2 separate regions of the Sus scrofa genome follow, and region 2 is linked to region 1. Evidence: chromatin contacts called from public HiChIP or PLAC-seq data. All regions are on one chromosome and are shown on one strand. The core of a region is the stretch at or near the end of the contact, and the rest is flanking DNA. Distances in the headings are between cores, read along the strand shown.

Region 1 (6,964 bases), core at 3,390-5,889:
GAAAAAATATTCCAAGAGATCATAGCCAAAAACTTCCCTCACATGGAAAGGAACCACTCACTCAAATCCAGGAAGCACAACGAGTACCATATAAAATAAACCCAAGGAGGAATACACCAAGACACATATTAATCAAACTAACCAAAATTAAAGACAAAGAGAAAATCTTGAAAGAAGCTAGGGAAAAGAAACAAGTAACATACAAGGGAACCCCAATAAGGTTATCAGCAGATTTTTCAGCAGAAACTCTGCAGGCCAGAAGGGAGTGGCATGATATACTTAACGTGATGAAAGGAAAAACCTCCAACCAAGATTACTCTACCCAACAAGGCTCTCATTCAGATTTGAAAGAGAAATCAAAACCTTCACAGATGAGCAAAAGTTGAGAGAATTCAGCAATACTAAACCAGCCTTACAACAAATACTAAAGGATCTTCTCTAGGCAGAAAAGACAAGACAGCAACAGGAAACAAAAATTCCACAAATGACAAGGCTCACCATATAGAGTAAAGGTATATATACAGTAAAGATACAAAATCATCCATGCACAATTATACCACCAAAATCAGAAATCATGAGAAGATGTGGGTACAAATGCAGGACACTGGAGATGAACTTGCAATTAAGAGAAAACAACTTAAACAATCTCATATACATATAGACCCTTATATCAAAACTTCAGAATAACTGCAAAACAAAAATAAAATTGATACACAAACAAGGAATCTCTGGAGAAGAAATATCTCTCATAGTAAATAAGTGCATAATATACCATAAAGGGGGTCATTTGACATCATTCTTGGAATGCTGAAGTCTTCTTACATCTGATTCTGATTTCCTATCAAAGAATTTATGATAATTATAATTAAATAATTCAACTGTACAATTAAATAATACAGTTCTACAATTGTATTATTAATAACCATTTCCCATGGTACAATGTAAGATCTATAATATCTTATCACATCACCTAGAATGGTGTAATGCCTATATTGAAGAATCAATAAGATGTAACAAACTGTGAGGACATATTTATATAATTATACTGTTTTTTAACCAATTTATGCATTTTATATTTTACTTATTTTCAGAGGGTATATTATTTTTGTTATTCTTACCAGTTAAGTTATTCTTTTTATTAGGCTATATAAAATATTTAATGGTATGTAAGGCTTTCTTTATAAATTTTAGTTGCATAATATAACAATTTTAATATAATGCTAATTTTTAAAGAAAAATTGAAATGCAATAGATAATACTAAATAGTAAGGATGAAAGCCATACAAAATGGGATAAAGTATAGAATAAATTCCTATTTGTCTCAGCATATTTTCCATTCCACTTCTCCAGAGGGAGTCACTTAATTTGTTTCTTAAGATCCATGATATAATAATCTGTGTGAATGTAATTGTGTTTAAATGTATGTATTTTATTATATAAAAAATGAAAATAAAATTTCCGAATTAAAAAAAAAGAAAGTAATAATAAAAAAAAAAAAAAGTTTGGTCCACTGACACCAAAATAAATAAATAAATAAAAACATACAATAATGTTCTAAAACACAGGTGTCTTCATCAGCACCATTTCAAGCCTAGGATGATCATTTTGGCTACATCAGCAATAGCAGCAAATATCCTTTACAGACAAAAAAAAAAACCTGTGGCCTAAACATGTTCAATGTCTTCTCCAAACCTGAACAGCCAGTTAGGGCAGAAGTTGCCTTTGCTCTCAGGCCTGGTGACCCAGTGACATGGCTCTGGGCCACCCTGTAGCTCTGTCACCTACTCAAGCCCTATTTTCCTCGGTTCCCCTTTGGGTTGGGGCCACTTTGACTTTCACTTATTTAATCAGCTTTTACTTCTCAATCCCTTTGAGGAAACTAGAGACAATCACTATTTCTCCTGTATTGTTTTATTATATTTCTAATCCCCTTACAAGAATTTGGTCGGTTATAAGAAGTTGGCAAGTTACAATGAAATAAAGCCCAGATGGATCCTATGAAACACATATACTTCAAGTTATTTGTTCTTCTACAAATAATAAAGGCTTAACAGTATACACTGGTTTAAAGAACTTAAAGTCATGCCAAACTGAGACATTGTCTCTGCCAATTCCTTTGGAAATTTCTATTCGAAAATAGGAAGAACATAGAGCCTCTCCTTACTCATGGTGCAGGGGCATTTCTGGGGATAGGTTTGTGACTCAGTGGTGGCCTGATTTACATTTCCATCTGAAGGCGTCAAGGAGCATTCAATAAAAGACAGCATAAACCACTTTATTTCAGCCAAGTGGGTGAGTGAGGAAATAGTTGAATTACATCAAATTGCTAGTTGGTTGTTTGGTTGGTTTGTTTTTTTTTTTTTTTTTTCACTGAATTCAACCATCTATGGCTTCTGCCTCTCTAAATCTGTTCTTGTGCATAGTCATAGCCATTTTAGGAATCAAATCCATTTTTCAACTTGAGGCTCTTGATTCCTGATTCATCACAGTCCACATACCCTGGCAGGCGTTCACTTACACATACAGGCCATGCTGCAAATGTTGCTTAGTAAATTAGATGTCTGGAGTGCCAAATTCATTTTCCCCATACAAATCGTGTCACAGATGGCAGTTGGTTATCCAGTCCAGACAGCAAATGACTACGTATACACCATTCAGGTGAATGATGATACTGAAGAGCCTTAGAGATGCTAAGCCTGCTTAGAGACACTAAAGGTATGCTCTTCTAAGAGCCTGGTGTGAAGGCTCTTTCACTCCCTGGGCCATCACTCTGGGGCACCAGAGGGAGCTTTAAAGATGGAGCTAGGCAGTTCCTCTGGGGTCTGAACCAGGCAGTGCACAGTGGCAGCTTGTCCAGAGGGCCCAGACTCCCACAGCAGCGATGCTCACACCAGAGTGTGGCAGGAAGAGGGTGATGGGGCAGAGATGCTTCAACGCATGGCTGTTCATTCAAGCAGCTGCTCTTCACACTAATGACTGCAAGGGAGCTACCACCTCAATTCAGGTCAGGATCCTGTTCCCGAGGAGGAGGAGGAGGGGATGCTGGATATTCACAGGCAACCAGCAGTCTCTGAGCCCACACATGTCATTCCAACTAATCACAAACAGATTAACTCAACTCTCGATGTTATTCAGAGGGCAACTAAAATCCTGAAAAAGAAAAGTTAACATAAACTTTCGCTCCTGGAAGCATATAGCTTCAAGAATAAAGAAACATCAACATCTGGTGAACTTCCAAAGCATTACAGAGGTTTCCTTTTAATAGCAGTCAGAATGCCAACCAGGATGTATATATTTTCGCCATCTCTTGCACAGGACCTCCACTTCCACTTTTCACTGACCTGTTTAAGATTCCATTTTTCCTCTACTCTGATTATTAAAAACAAATGAAAAGAACTAGGCTATGCCCAACTTGCAAGTGTTTTCCACTGGAAAACTCTCCATGTTCTCTCAGGAAGCCACAAGCAAACCAGATCTGACAGCTGACCTTGAGAGAATTGTTTCCCTTCTTTTGAGGTGGGAGAGAGGAGGGGGAGGATGACTTATGATAAAATGGGAGCATTTAATTTTAAATTTTCCCAGGGTATTCTCTATGGCCGAGGTTTCACTATTAGTCTCTTCTACCACTGCTGGGAGGAGAGGGAGTCAAGAATAATGGGTTTCTGGCTTGGGTGCTCGGGCGGATAGAGGAGTAAATGAAAATGAGTTCAATATTAGACATATTTAGTTCATTGTACCTATGGGATATGCACATAGTTAAGCAAAATGAAATGAATGCCCCGCACTCCAAAGATAACATCTAGCAGGAGTTACTTTGAAAGTCATAGAATGTCAAAGTTAAAGTCTGGGGCATCTGTGGGATTATCCAGGAAAAGAAAAAAGGGACAGAGGACAGAGCTGAGGGGACACTATTGTTTAGAGCAGTGCTTCTCAAACTTGAAGTGCAAGGGGGTCACATGGGGGTCCTGTCAGAAGGCAGATTCTGGGAGTTCCCGTCGTGGCTCAGTGATTAATGAATCCGACTAAGAACCATGAGGTTGCGGGTTGGATCCCTGGCCTTGCTCAGTGGGTTAAGGATCCAGCATTGCCTTGAGCTGTGGTCGCAGATGAGGCTCGGATCCTGCATTGCTGTGGCTGTGGTGTAGGCTGGCAGCTACAGCTCTGATTAGACCCCTAGTCTGGGAACCTCCATCTGCCACAGAAGCAGCCCTAGAAAAGGCAAAAAGACAAAAAAAAAAAAAGGGCAGATTTTGACTCAGGAGGTCTGGGATGCAACCTGAATTCTGCATTTCTAATTAGAACTCCTAAGAGTTGTTGCTGCTGCTTGACCTCAGATCACACGGAGATTTGGAAGGGTTTTGTGGATGGTAAACACAAAAGAACGTATACACACACACAAAAAATGGACCTGAAGGAGAATTAGAAGGGGAAGGGAAAAAACCTCAAGGACTTGGACTGTGGAAGCTGAAGGAAGAGAGAGTTTCAATAAGGATGTGCTCTTACGCTGCAGAGATCAAGATGAAAGAGAATAGGGTGGGTGGGTGGGTATTTGGCATGGAGAGCCCTGTAATGACCTTGGTAAAGCAACTTAAAAACCCAAAGACAGACGTCAGTGGGCTGAAGAATTAAGGAAGTGTATAGATAGTGACCATGATCTTTATATGCCTTGGAGAAGCAAAAATACCAGCAGTGGTCTGAGCATCACCTTGGAGATTCCTGAAGGAGCAGTGACTGTTCCGTTGGTGAGGTACCATGTGGTGCTTTGTGATGGTCACTATTAAGGGCCTCTGTCCTTTGATCAAGCAGGTTTAAAGGTAGCAAATTTTTGTCTGTCATGAGGACTTCCCACGTTTCTAGGTGGAGGCATAAAACATAAGAATTACAACAGATCTATTCAGGTGGAGCCTGTGGGTCATACTCATAAAATTCAAACTAACTGGGAGTTCCCTTTATGGCTCAGCAGTTAAAGCACCCAACTAGGATCCATGAGGAGGCGGGTTCGATCCCTGGCCTTGTTCAGTGGGTTAAGGATCAGGCATTGCTGTGAGCTGTGGTGTAGGCTGGCAGCTACAGCTCTGATTCAACCCCTAGCCTAGGAACTTCCATCACATGCCATGAGTGCAGCCTTAAAGACCAAAAAAAAAAAAAATTCTATCTAAACTATACATGTGAAAAATGGAGGAAATGTGAAAATGACAACAGTCACATTGTTATCGTGGGGCTGCCAAGTAACTTCCAAAATTTTCTCAACTAAAAGAAAATAATCCATCCATGAATTTTCTTCATTTTTAAAATAATTAACAAGTATTTTGGATATATAATAAAAATCACATGCACAAAAAAACCCCTAAGACCCTTACTTGCTTCTTGGTTTCTTGATACAACACACAGGACAAAATTTCCTCTCCTTTCCCAAATACCCTTGGGAGGAATACGATACAAATCACATCCTGTGATGATATATATGGGCTCATTTATTTCAGATAGTATTAGTTCCTTCCTATGCCTAGTCATTGCCAAGAAAATAAAGTTAAAGATTCTATTTGTAAAAGAATGAGTGTTATTTGATAAATATAGATAGCTCACATTACAATTTATTCTTGGAGTCCTTCCCTTCCTCATCCATTCATTAATGCATAATGCATTTCTGATTTTTTTCTCACTCAAAAGCCATATTTGGAAATCAATTAATGAACTGAACAAATCTGCAAAATTGTTTTTAAGGGCATAAGAAAAACCCTTTGGGTACCATTAACACCAGAACTTTTTCTATTCCAACACAATGGCACAAATGTTTCTTTCTGTATTATATCTGGAGGTAGATTATTTAAGCAGTTTTCTTAGTAACTGGCAAATGGTCCTCGTGAATTCGTTTATTTAATAAAGGGCAGCTCAATGAAGGCCACTGCATATTGCTGTCTACTTTGTTCTGTTAAAACCAAAAGCTTGAAGAGAAATAGAGTTCATGAGAGTCTAAAAATCTTCAAGAAATTAAGTCTAGCTGGCTCAGAGTGCCTTCTACAGCGAAGCGAGAGAAACACACAGCAGGGCTGTCTGTGGCATGTGAAAAACAGTTAACATGTGTCCCAGCTACAGATGCGTCATCATTTCATAAAGTACAACTAAACACATGAAAAGGTCAAAACAGAAAATTTCTGCTTTTATATGGCTCTGACCTAAATTTATGCCTGGAAAACTGCATAGAAGATATTTTACTTCTCACTTTCTATAATGTATAGAAAATCGCTATCAGTGAAAATTGAAAGGGGAAAAAAAGGGGGGGATTACAAAGCAGAGCAATAAATTAGCTGTGAAAGAGTGAATGTGTCTCACCTTACCCTTTCCCAAAACAAGCAACATCACTTCTTGAATCCTTGTCAGGTGCCGAGTGGGAAATCAGGTAATATCAGCTTTTATCATTGCAAGGAATCACAAACTTCAATCCATCCTGCCTCCCTTTCCCTTCCTTTCACTCGGCTTGGAAGCTGGTCCCTCTCACACGCTCCTCTTCTCCGGTTCCAGACGGCCCTGTGGCAGGGTCTTAGGTTATTCTTCTCCCAACTTCCTTGCTCTTCACAAAGCTTATAGTCAAAACCCCTCTTTCTCTGTCACGTGCTTTACCATACATGACAGTTCCCGGCATCTTTTTTATGTCCCTGCTTATCCCTGTATAAGAGGGGAGCGTCAAACTACATATAAGGAGTGTATCCCAGTGAGTTTCAGACGTATGTTGCACGTCTGTGAACTGGTAAGAAGGTCTGCCTACCGTCTATGCACCTGAGCACCTGAGAAGCCTCCTGCTCTAAGAGAGGAGTGACGTATGCCAATGATTTAGGTGTTCAGGGGGCGAGAGAGTTTAGCTCTAACACGGTGATTACGTGCAGCCCAACTCCCTATAGGCCTGTCTGAAGTCCGGTGTATGGTAGCACTCAAAATAAGAAATGAAAATTCTCCTTTTCCAAGC
Region 2 (6,467 bases), core at 3,366-5,865, 140 kb before region 1:
ACAGTTTATATAACAAACAAAACAAAGAACAAGATGGCATATTTAAATTCAATCATATCAACAATAACGTTAATTATAAATAGTCTAAACACAACAATTAAACAGCAGAGAATGTCATATTGGATAAAAACAAGATGCAAGCTGCCCAATAGAAATCTACTTTATAAAGAAACAAATAGGTTCAAAGTAAAAAGATGATTTGTTGGAAAAGTAAGAAGAGGAATACTCTTTTTATATTTAGTTGTCTAGAAATAAGAAAACCTGATTGTAGATGTTAGCCAGTGAGGGAGCCTTGAAATCACCTCTCCTATGCATCCATGGCAGAATTTTAGTTGTTACCTGTGCACCCAGTTTTAGATATTTAGTGTAAAGTAGCTAAATCATTTCAAATAGCCAACTCAATTTTCAACCTTTCACCCAGGAAATAAAGAAAGAATCTCTCTGGATTTGAGAGTAACTTGAATTTCAGTGCTTATATCATTGGGAAATTATTCCATTTGCTTGGATTCTTTCATACTGAGAAATGCAGGAATTCCCATTGTGGCACAGCAGAAACGAATCCAATTAGGAATCATGAATTCGTGGGTTTGATCCCTGGCCTCGCTCAGTGGGTTAAGGATCTGGTGTTGCCATGAGCTGGGGTGTAGGTTGCAGACACGGCTCAGATCCTGTGTTGCTGTGGCTGTGGCCTAGGCCGGCAGCTGTAGCTCCAATTGGACCCCTAACCTGGGAACTTCTATATGCTGCAAGTACAGCCCTAAGAAGCCAAAAAAAAAAAAAGAAAGAAAGAAAGAAAGAAAGGAAACACAATGAGCCTATCTCAACCTCTCCATGAATTTTTACTGATTTTTGGTATTTACTCCTTCCCTTCCCAATATTTTTCTGTGCTGCAATGAAATCAATTTCAAAAGCTTTCAAATCTTTTTTTTTTTAACTAAAGATTTTTGATCATTACTTTCTATAGTATTTTATGCTTCACCTCATTAAGTAATCACACTGCTCTATTGTTTATTATATTCCTATACCAAAAAAAATGTGATGGGGGTTAGAGAGCCAGTGGTTAGAAAAAATACTTTATAGCTAATATAGGTAATAGATTGTTGCATTTTCTTGACAGTCTTTTCATTGACATTTCTTGTTAGAATACATTTCTTCTCAGGACATTTCAATTGTAACAGTTTCTCTTTGTCCCTTTTATGAAAATATCAATAGAAGATCTCTAATATTTCCTTGAAGATTCATCAGGATTGTAGCACTACAATTATATCTCCTTGTGTGAGATAAGTTCTATTCCAGAATTGCTGCTCTGAATTAGACTTTTCCCAATCTGATCAGCAAAGGATACATTGGAAGATAATGTGATTGATTGATAGACATAATGATGGTTCCATCACTCTGATTGCCATGTAAGTGGTCCATAACTAATGCACTGTCTCTAGACAGAAATTCTTGTTTAACGATTTTTTTCTTTTTAGGGCTACACTTACAGCATATTAAAGTTCCCAGGCTAGGGGTCAAATTGGATCTGCAGCTGCTAGCCCACACCACAGCCACAGTAATGCCAGATCCATGTCATGTCTTTGACTTACACTGCAGCTTGCAGTAATGCTGGATCCTTAACCCTCTGAGTGAGGCCAGGGATCAAACCTGCATCCTCATGGATACTAGCTGGTTTCTTAACCTGCTGAGCCACAATGGGAACTGGACAAAATTCTTGCAAGGACTAATGAAAGCAATGTTTCTTACAGGGTTTTCTTAAGTATTTAAAGTGTGAATTGACTCACTAGGAAATATTCCCTTCTTCCTACTCCTCCACTTCCCACCCACCTCTGCCTTCACATATATATAAAACCTTTCCATGATATCTTCTCTGTTATTTTAACTTAGCAAAAGGTATACATCCCATATCTTGAACACAGATATAACTATATCCATGAAATAGTGTGGTCATGATACTGATAATGACTGAAACAAATAAGTAATGGGTCACAAACAGACCAATAGGAACCTTGTACAACCTCTCCCAATTTTGGCAGGGTACAATACTGTGAAACTAGCATGTTGCAACACTTCACTTTAAAGTATGTAATAATCTCCAGAATGCTTATTTCGAAGGGAACAGCTTTATGCAATCGATCCCGACTCTTAAACTAAAGCTTATTATCAGACCAAACTCTTATACTCTTCTACCAACATATAGACCCATTTGGCCTTTGGGGCATAACTGGGCAGGAAATGACATGCTACTGGTAGAATCCTATTTCTTACCTTCCAAGACCACACACAGAAAATAATTATAACTGATCACTGATTGAAACCCATGTATCATGTTTTCTTTACTGGGTTAATTTTATTCAGAGGGGTTTTTGGTAATAAGCCATCAGAATTATCTAAAGTATTGTGTGTCCTTTTTTTTCAAAATCTCTGGGCTTTTTTGTAATTATGGTTAGGCCTTTGGTCTTAACTGAGACGTTATGCTCATAACTTGCCGTAGTACTTAATATATTCCAAGCATAAACAGTAATTTCTGGCCCAGAGTAGGACTCCTTTCCAATCAAGTGTACCAGCTGTTCTGGGATCTCTTTGTTCCTGTGTCCTTTACCAGCGACTCTTAAATTATCCTAGCCTGAGAACAACTGAAATGTGGTAATTGTTTAAGTAATCCTTTAAAGGCATCCTTGGGAAGTAAGCTACTGTTGAAAGAAGAAAAAACCATAGGTATGGAGGTTCCTTAAAAAACTAAAAATAGAGTTCCTATACGACGCAGCAAATACACTCCTAGGCATATACCTGGGAAAGATAAAAACTCTAGTTCAAAAAGGTGCATGCACCCCAATGTTCATAGCAACACTGTTTACAATTGTCAAGACATGGAAGCAACCTAAATATCCATCAACAGAGAAAGGAATAAAGAAGATGTGGTACATATATATAATGAAATACTACTTAGCCAAAAAAAGCATGCAATAATGCCATTTGCAGCAACATGGATGGACCTAGAGTATTACACTAAGTGACGTGAGAAAGAGTAAGACAAATGCTATATGATATCACCCATACGTGGAATCTAAAGAAATAAAAAAAGATATAGATGACTTATTTACAGAATAGAAACAGACTCACAGACATAGAAAACAACTACTGGTAATGGTTACAACAAGGAGAAAAAGTGAGGGGAGGGATAAATTAGGAGTTTGAAATTAAAATATACACACTACTCTATATAAAATAGATAAAACAACAAGGACCTACTGTATATCATAGGGAATTATATCCAATATCTTATATTAACCTGTAATGGAAGAGAATCCAGAAAAGTATATATATACACACACCTACACAAACACATATAACTGAATCACTTTGCTATACACCTGAAACTTTAACTATACTTCAGTTAAAAAATAAAAAAGAACTGCAGTTTGTTAGAGACAATTGATGCTATGGAAAAGAGCTGGAAAAGAGAATCTAAGTCCTTCCTTTTGAAGGAATGGTTCACACTAAGCACAGAAGAGGGTATCAGTGGTGGGGAGTGAAGTGACTTTAAGATACTCTTGAGACAAACATTAATATTCTCCAAAGCACTTTGGTAACAGGCACATTTTGTTCTTTCCTGTGCAAGTAGACTTGTGCCAATCAAAAACTAAGCCCAGAGGCCTGGTATCAAAGAAACAAACTCAGTTTGTTTTATGTGATTAGTAGAAACCTTATGGAACAATGTACACGTTCCTCTGAGGAGAAGAGCAGTTCATGACTATCAGCATCACTGCCTGGTAGATCTAGAAGGCTTTATAGGATATCTCAGGCCTCTCAGACAAGATGAAGCCTCTCTTCCTCCTTTATTTAACAGATAAACAGACACAGCTTGGATTGTGCACATTTTAAGAAGCGCGGTCTAAAGCACAGTGGCTAGAAGTTTGGTATAAAATAATAATATTGGATTTGTAGCAAAGTGATTTGGGCCTAGCTGGAGTTAGCTGGCCAATGAACTGAGTGTCTTTATTTTCTAGAGTACTTCTCTTTTTTTTTTTTTTTTTTTTTTTTTGCTTTTTGCTTGTGGCATATGAAAGCTCCTAGGCTAGGGGTTGAGTCAGAACAGCAGCTGCCAGCCTATGCCACAGCAACACGGGATCAGAGCAGTGTCTGCCACCTACACCACAGCTCTTGGTAACACTGGATACTTAACCATTGAGTGAGGCTGGGGACCAAACCTGCATCCTTATGGATACTAGTCGAATTCTTAACCTGCTGAGCCACAACAGGAACTCTACAGATTCCTTCTCCACAAGAGTATCTGGCAGCAAAGAGGTGTGGTCTTGTCTGAATTCAGCCACATGTCAGTGAAAGAGTCTAGGGAAAATATAGGGAAGAAGGGGGACTCATGAAGAAAAGACGTGTGCTTTTTGGGGTTCTGAGAACATGTTTACTTAAGCTGTATTTTCCTTTAATCCAATAAATGTATTGGCAAAGTGTTTGGTATTGGAGGCAAAGTGGTGGGAGTTCTGTCACGATGTAACTAAAGACAGTGGGAAAACCAGTTTGAATAAAATGAGTTCCAACTTGAACCTTTGCCCGTGCCTGGAATTAAAACCAAGTCAACCCACTGTTAAGTGTCAAAAACGTTGAGTCATTGGCCTCCTTTCTGTTTCATCTGCTTCTGAATATCTGTATGTGTCTGCTTTCTTTATATTCTTTAAAAAATAGACTCACTTGTGGCATTCATGATGCAATTCTTAACTTACTACCTCCTCCTGGACTTTAAAAGGATAAATAATAAATAAAAATTCTTATCAAAATATATTTATGAAATTAGGTGTTTTATTTGATTCCAAATATACTTCTTAGAACCCTTTTTTCAATCTTTCATATAGATCCTGCAAACAGTTAACTGCCAAGAAATCTGCTCTGCTAGGTTTCATTTTAGAGACTATTGGGAAATAGAGGGTGAAATATGTTTAGTAGCAGTTCCAAAGTAACTGAGTAACCACGAGTTTTTCAGCCTGCAAAGTGAAGGTTTTCAGTTCATCTTATTTTGTCTCCCTCTTCACTTCTTCACATGAGAACACCGCTTTTTGAAATTTTGTCTTTTTTTTTTATTTTTGTTTTTTTTAGGGCTGCACTTGCAGCACATGGAGGTTCCTAGGCTAGGGATCAAATCCCAGCCGTAGTGGCTGACCCACGCCACAGCCACAGCAACGCCAGACCTGAGCTGCATCTGCAACCTACACCACAAGTCAGGGCAACGCTGGATCCTTAACCCACTGAGAGAGGCCAGGGATCGAATCTGCATCCTCATGGATACCAGTCAGATTCATTTCCGCTGAGCCATGATGGGAACTCCTGATTTTTGAACCTTTTGAGTTCCCTTTAGACCACTCTGGAAAGGCAAGCTACCTCAGAGAAAATCAATCCCAATCTCAGACAATCACTACTATAAAACCCTTACCAGAATTAGGAAAGAAAACTGAAATGAACTGCATGAGAGAGAATCTCAAGGAGAAAAATGATTACCTCATGTCATGAATAGGCCTGAAGTTATTGACATATATCTCTGGATATGTTAGGTAGCCTTCCATTAATCAGCTTGATGAATCCCTCCTGAGAACATACCATCCATTAAAAGTGACTCTATCTTCTGAATAGAGAAGTTATGAGGGATTTAGGGGGTCAGAGGTACTTATTGCATTTTATAGAAATAGGATCACTTATGGGCAATTTTATTTTAGCAAATTGGGATACATTGAAACCACACCTCCCTCCCTGCCACACGTGCACACACACCATTTTTTCAGTCTTCCAGTCTTCCTTGGTGTTGGCGAGGACGTGGAGAAAAGAGAACACTTTTACGCTGTTGGTGAGAATGTAAACTGGTGAAGTTATCATGGAAAACAGTATGGAGGTGTCTCAAAAAATTAAAAATAGAACTACCATATGATCCAGTAATTCCACTTCTGAAAATTTTTTTTTGGCTTTTTAGGGCCACACCATCCCCATATGGAGGTTCCCAGGCTAGGGGTTGAATTGGAGCCGTAGCTACTGACCTACGCCACAACCACAGCAATGCCAGACCCTTTACCTACTGAGTGAGGCTGGGGATCGAACCTGTGTCCTGATGGATACTAGTTAGATTGATTTCTGCTGAGCCACGATGGGAATTCCCACTTCCAAATATTTATTATAAGAAAACAAAAACACTAATTCAAAAAGATACCTACACCCCAATGGTCACTGCAGCACTATGTACAAAAGCAAGGTACACAAGCAACCCAAGTGTCCATCAATAGATGAATGGATAAAGATGTGGTATACACACACACACACACACACACATATATACAACAAAATATTACTCAGCCATAAAAAATGAATGAAATCTTGCTATTTGTGACAACATGGCTGGTCCTGGAGGGTTTATGATAAGTGAAATAAGTCAGACAGAAAAAGACAAACATGTGATTTCACTTATG

What was found. HiChIP or PLAC-seq counts read pairs in DNA pulled down with a chosen protein or histone mark.
Region 2: an H3K27ac HiChIP or PLAC-seq map of alveolar macrophages shows a contact between it and region 1. The contact joins two enhancer-like sites. A contact is called at or near these places in 1 of 47 Hi-C or Micro-C datasets (embryonic fibroblasts) and 1 of 2 datasets of contacts at active chromatin or transcription factors (alveolar macrophages).

What each region holds. Positions count from the first base shown.
Region 1 is chr1:29,210,551-29,217,514 of Sscrofa11.1, reverse strand. No RefSeq gene overlaps it. Among named protein-coding and RNA genes, the nearest start is that of ALDH8A1, 150 kb to the right of the region's middle. Within about 2 kb of position 4,639, at least 2 of the 83 cell types and tissues checked have an H3K27ac peak or open chromatin away from gene starts, as enhancers often do. A contact at or near this core is called in alveolar macrophages, where this site is marked.
Region 2 is chr1:29,352,994-29,359,460 of Sscrofa11.1, reverse strand. No RefSeq gene overlaps it. Among named protein-coding and RNA genes, the nearest start is that of ALDH8A1, 300 kb to the right of the region's middle. Within about 2 kb of position 4,615, at least 1 of the 83 cell types and tissues checked has an H3K27ac peak or open chromatin away from gene starts, as enhancers often do. A contact at or near this core is called in alveolar macrophages, where this site is marked.